Linked DNA regions of Ovis aries: region 1 is linked to region 2. A link is a contact called in public Hi-C data. All regions are on one chromosome and are shown on one strand. The core of a region is the stretch at or near the end of the contact, and the rest is flanking DNA. Distances in the headings are between cores, read along the strand shown.

Region 1 (2,700 bases), core at 168-2,667, 130 kb after region 2:
TGTTACCATATTGCTTCTTCTTCTTTTTTTAAATAAATTGTTCTTTAAAATTGTATTTGTTTATTTTTGGCTGCAGCAGGTCTTCGAGGTGGCTCGGGATGGCTACTCTCTAGCTGTGGTGTTCGCTCTTCTCATTGTGGTGACTTCTCTTGTTGTGAAGCCCTGGCTCTAGGCACGTGGGCTTCAGTAGTTGTGGCTCATTGGCTTAGTTGCTCTGCAGCAGTGGAATCTTCCTGGACCAGAGCTTGAACCCATGTCCTTTGCAGTGGCAGGCAGATTCTTAACCGCTGGACTACCAGGGAAGTCCTGCTTTTGTTTGTTTTTTTATTGCAAGGCTTGTGGGATCTTACCAATAGTGGAGATTGATTCCATACCTCCTTCATTGGAAGGTGAAATCTTAACCACTAGACTGCCTGAGAAGTCCCAACATTACCTTCAAATTGTCTTCCCCAGATGATCCATATTATTGTCCCTAGATGAATTATAGTATATATATATGTGTATATATTTAGTCCCTTGAAATAAAAGTGTGCTCTAAGACTGGCACTAGTACAAGAAATGACAAGTAATGCTTCATAATCATATGTAATGAGAAACTCTATATCTTGATGAAATTTGAAATTGAAATTGAAAGTTGCTCAGTTGTGTCCGACTCTTTGCGATCCCATGGACTATAGAGCCCATGGAATCCCCCAGGCCAGAATACTGGAGTGGGTAGCCTTTTCCTTCTCCAGGGGATCTTGTCAACGCACAGGTCGAACCCAGGTCTCCCGCATTGCAGATGGTTTCTTTACCAGCTGAGCCACCAGGGAAGCCCAAGTGTCTGAAGAGGAGGGCAGAGAGCTGCAGACCCCAAAGTAAAGTTGTCAACTCTAGTTATTATTGTTTTGTAGGCATGTGTCAACCTCCAAGAGAAACTTAACTTTTGATTTTTGATGAGAAATCACCAACTTTTAAAAGTTGGCAATTAGTTTAAAAAGTCTGAAAACACTGCACACTCCGCAAATATGCCTGGGACCACGGGCCACTGAGCTACCTGTTGACAGCCTTGGCGCATAAGAATTATCCTCTGTGCTCATGTCCTTTTCCCCGGTGTCAGCCATGCTCACTGAAACTTCTTAGGTACCCAGTAGGAAAAAAATTTCAAGTGATTTATTCCCAAGAGGGGTAGAGGCCTGATAAACTGAGAGTCACGCAGTTGGGAGGGACTCTAAAACATCAACTGTCCATTGTTTGCTTTTAGAGTCTTGGAACCCGGGGTCTGGGGCACACTGCCTTCTCTTTCCTCCCTTAGCCTTGCTGTCTTGGACCTTCATGGCTGGGTCTTTGCTTACACATTTTGCCCAGGAAGTTTCTGGCTCATGAGAGGGCAGCACGGGAGCCCACTTGGACCCTATGATTAATACAGTGATGTGATGACATCTGTTCTTGTGAATCTGGTTAATATGAGTCAATCCCTAAGACTCAGGTCAGCTCTGGGAACACTGGAAAAAAGCCTTTCTGGGCCTGCAATGCTGAAGGTCATTGGCACATACAACTTGCAAAGTCTTGCAAGTCCTGAGTTGCCATCTGGCTGCTGTTTTGTTGCTGTGTAACTCCAGAGCTGGAAATTATAGAAATGCATTAGTGAATCTGGTAAAGTAGCTTAGTTCACCTATACAGGTGGTTAGAGGAAGAGGCTGTACATTTCCTCTTCCAGGATGGAGTGTTGATATGTCTGCTCACTTGACCACATGGTGTCATGTAACTCTAACAAGAGATGTTTTGAGTGGGGATTGAGGGTCCAGTGAGATGGACACTGGAGGGCCCTCACTGCTCCGTGCTCCCCTGAGGGGCTTGGCTTAAATTCAGTTGGGCCACTTTGGAGAATCTGAGTAGAGTAGTGGATCATCTTTTGTTTGTACCCTTCTGTAAATGGAAGGGAGAAAAATCACAGTTCTACAGGAAATAGAATGAAAAGGAGACCTTTGTATTTGAAGTGATAGCTTTCTGAACATTCAAAGAGAGACTTTAGCATGTTTCTCGTCCCGAGCAAAGCAATGCAAATGGTTTTGTGGGAGAGGGTGTGGGAAGAGCAGATGGCTCTCTTTCCAGGGTGGATGTGTCAGCAGAAGCAAGTGCAGCAGCAGCCGCCCCAGTGTGAGAGTCGGACCGCTGGGCGTGGCACCTTTCACCCGGCAGCCCTCTGAACGCGTTAGACAGCATTCTATCTAGCTGGTGTTCTCAGTGCACATGCAGATGAGGTGTGGTGGTTTAGATGCTAAGTTGTGTCTGACTCTTCTGAACCCATGGACCGTAGCCTGCTAGGCTCCTCTGTCCATGAGATTTCCCAGGCAAGAATACTGGAGTGGGTAGCCATTCCCTTTTTGGGGGATCTTTCTGACTCAAGAATTGAACCTGGGGTCTCCGGCATGGCAGGCAGATTCTTTACTGACTGAGCTATAAGGGAATCCCTACAGATGAGAACTTATTCCTAACTTCACAGAATTTGTAAATGGGTAGCTGTGTTTTAACTCAGAGTCTCTGATTATGAAGTCCATCTCTTGTTGGATACAACTGTGTCTGTACGTACCCTCCTCTTAGGGACATCAGGGCTCTGAGCCTACTCTGAATTGTACTCCAGGCCAATTCAGGCCCTTAAGGGAACAGAACAAGATGTAGTTCTGTGCAAAAGCAGAAGAATGCCCCACCTCCCCACAC
Region 2 (2,802 bases), core at 110-2,609:
ACTACCTGGAAAAATTCTGATTATAAACAAGTACAGGTACATTTTTACTTACAATATGTTCACATTATTAATATATGACCGATATGCTACATCACTACAGATTTTATGGATTCTGAGTCAAATGATCCTTTAATCCAACTAGGGGTTAAAAAGTAACTTAACGAAGTGAACTCCTAATGTTATCAAAACATACCACAAAATTGATTTCTGATTACCATTAGTTTAACACTGTATTCCAAAAATGTCTAGCATCTAATAAGCATCGTGTCACAAAGATTCTTACTTTTGCTTTAGACATAAGTTCATACCGACATCATACATTTGAAAATTACATGAAGGTAAAGTTCAAATTAAATCCTAGAGCACAACGTTACTACTTCTTTTCAACAGCTGCCGTTTGGGAAAGAAGTGCCTTCAGGGCTAATGTGCGCACCTACGTAATACAAAGAGTCCTTGGTCAGTTTACGACTCTGAACTGAGAGGCAGATTCAAACTGAAACTTCGGGTATTAAGGACCTGAAGCCATTTTGAGAAGAGGGAAGGAGCCAGAGAATACGCGTAAATCCCGCCCTGAGGAAGGATTCCAGCCCGGGATATTGTTGCTCCCTTAATTCTCTTCCTTCAATGTGTGAAAGTGAATGAAACCGAAAGATTAACTGCGGGAGAGTTCGAATGGGCTGGAAGCTCTAAAGACTGCTTTAATGACAGGTCCCTTCCCTTACGATGGCTCCTACAGACGGACCCTAGTCCTTTCCCAAACTCATTACTAGAAGCTTCCATACTATTGTGTAAAACTACGCGCGCTTTATCCCGTGGAAGTGGATGTTCACTCAGAAGAAAAGGAAATGCTCTTTGGAGAAAAAAGCGCGAGTACCGCAGAAGCGGGAGAACAACCTAAAGCCATCTTCGCAGAGCATGCGTTGGGGTTCAAAGTGGCACATACCCTATGAACACAAAACCCGAATTCCAGCTTCTAATCAGTATTACCAACGTGGAGAAACGTGAGTCTTCTCACATCTCAGAGGCCGGAAGGGCACTTCTTTCCTCTTCCTAACGCGCAAAGAAGTAGCGGCCTACTCAGCCAGCGGCCAATTACCGTGAGCTGTCGGGATCCCGCCGCGCGGTCCAGACTTACCTGCCGGGCTCTCTGCAGTGCATCTTTGAAAGCATCGTTAACTCCTCCACCACCACCGCCGCCGCCTCCGCCACCGGCTGAGCCAGAGGAGGGTGGAGGCACTGTTGAATAGTCTGCCATGCCTACACTACAGTGGCCGCTACCGATTCTTCCCAGTGACCTCTCAGCCAACTGCTAAGAAAGAAAGAAAATGGCGGCCGTCAAGCCTGTATCGCATTCTTGTGCGACCATCGTGCCGTAAAGGGGCGGAGACTGAGAGAAGAAAATCTCGCGAAGTTTTGAGGCAACGCGCGGGCTTGAGGGGTGAGGCTAGAAAAAGGCGAGGAGACATCGCGAGAATTGTCTTTATATTTCGCGAGAATGGGGTTTACTTTGGCACCGCCTCTTTGTGCATCCTAGAGCTAAAGTGGTACGGTTTTCCCACTTTGGTGGTGGGTAGAGACTCGCGGGCGACTGCGGTTCGCTTTAATTTTTGAAAGCTCGGAGGAAAGGAGTAGTGTCTTTTGGCCGCCGCCTCAGGGAGTAGAGTGGGTGGATTTTCCACCGAGGGTCATTCTGTTGTATCCTTGGGGAAGCAGGTGACGTCGACAGGCGCAACGGCGGCGCAACAGTGTCTCGAGAGCGCTGCGGCCGGGAGTGCGCCTGGGAGAGAGCGCGCCCCGGCCGCCGCGAGGTGATGCTGCCGAAAACGTCCGCCCGGCCTAGCGGCAACGCGGCCTGATTTTCAGGGTAGTAAAGTGTCCCTGTATTTTACTTCTAGATTGTCAGTTTGGAGTTTTATCACAAGCGGGGATGAATTCAGGCTGGAGGCCTTAGTTCTAGAGTTGATTTTACAAAGGTTTTGTGTAAATATTTTGGATGAGGCTGTGACGATATGATTGCTTATTTCTTTAATTTTTAGGAATGTGATTGTTCCTAAAATGTAGTTTTCGCCGGACTTGGTAACCTAATATCGTATGTAACCGTGGCCAGTTTTATTGAGGTCCTTATAGTTGAACAGCATCCATTTCTTGACAAATTCTTTGTGGCTTCTTGGCTTCTTAGAAATAGTGTCCCAAACCTGTGAGAACTCAAATGTAATTTATTGTCATCTGGGAGCTAGGTTGTATTGTTACGTATTTTCTGTTATCTTCAGTTACCAGGTAATTTCCTTTTGGAGCATATCGTCACATGTAATTTATTGCAATAGTAGTAGTAGTCTAGACTCATTAGTAATAGTTTCAGACACATTACAATGCTTTAGGAGTCTATTACAATGATTGTATTTCTCTCCCTGCCCCTATTTTTTCCGCTTAGGTAACAAAGAATGAGGTAAAATGAACTTTACCAACTTTGGTATTTTGTGTTTAGTGAATCAGTTCTCAAAGAGTTTTTGTTTAGTCTCTCAGTCGTGTCTGACTCTGCGACCCCATGGCCTGCAGCACGCCAGGCTTCCCTGTGGGTCACTATCTTCAGGAGATTGCTCAAACTCATGTCCATTGAGTTGGTGATGTCATCCAACCATTTCATCCTCTGTCATCCCCTTCTGCCTGCAATCTTTCCCAGCATCAGGGTCTTTTCCAATGAGTCAGCTCTTCGCAGCAGGTGGGCAAAGTATTGGAGCTTCAGCATCAGTCCTTCCAATGAATATTCAGGATTATATCCTTTAGGATTGACTGATTTGATCT

Evidence for each region. A called contact is a pair of places that touch in the nucleus more often than the background predicts.
Region 1: a contact with region 2 is called in a Hi-C map of tail adipose tissue, with 3 times the contacts expected there. The contact joins the enhancer-like site here to the promoter of FUBP1 in region 2. A contact is called at or near these places in 3 of 16 Hi-C or Micro-C datasets (muscle, skin fibroblasts and tail adipose tissue).

The regions. Positions count from the first base shown.
Region 1 is chr1:54,544,489-54,547,188 of ARS-UI_Ramb_v3.0, forward strand. All of the region lies in intron 3 of GIPC2 (GIPC PDZ domain containing family member 2), which reads left to right. Among named protein-coding and RNA genes, the nearest start is that of TRNAG-CCC, 43 kb to the left of the region's middle. Within about 2 kb of position 1,418, at least 10 of the 54 cell types and tissues checked have an H3K27ac peak or open chromatin away from gene starts, as enhancers often do. A contact at or near this core is called in tail adipose tissue, where this site is marked.
Region 2 is chr1:54,416,096-54,418,897 of ARS-UI_Ramb_v3.0, forward strand. It overlaps FUBP1 (far upstream element binding protein 1), which reads right to left and starts at 1,360. Exons shown (of 21, transcript XR_009599605.1): 1 at 1,136-1,360. It overlaps DNAJB4 (DnaJ heat shock protein family (Hsp40) member B4), which reads left to right and starts at 1,513. Exons shown (of 3, transcript XM_060411158.1): 1 at 1,513-1,544.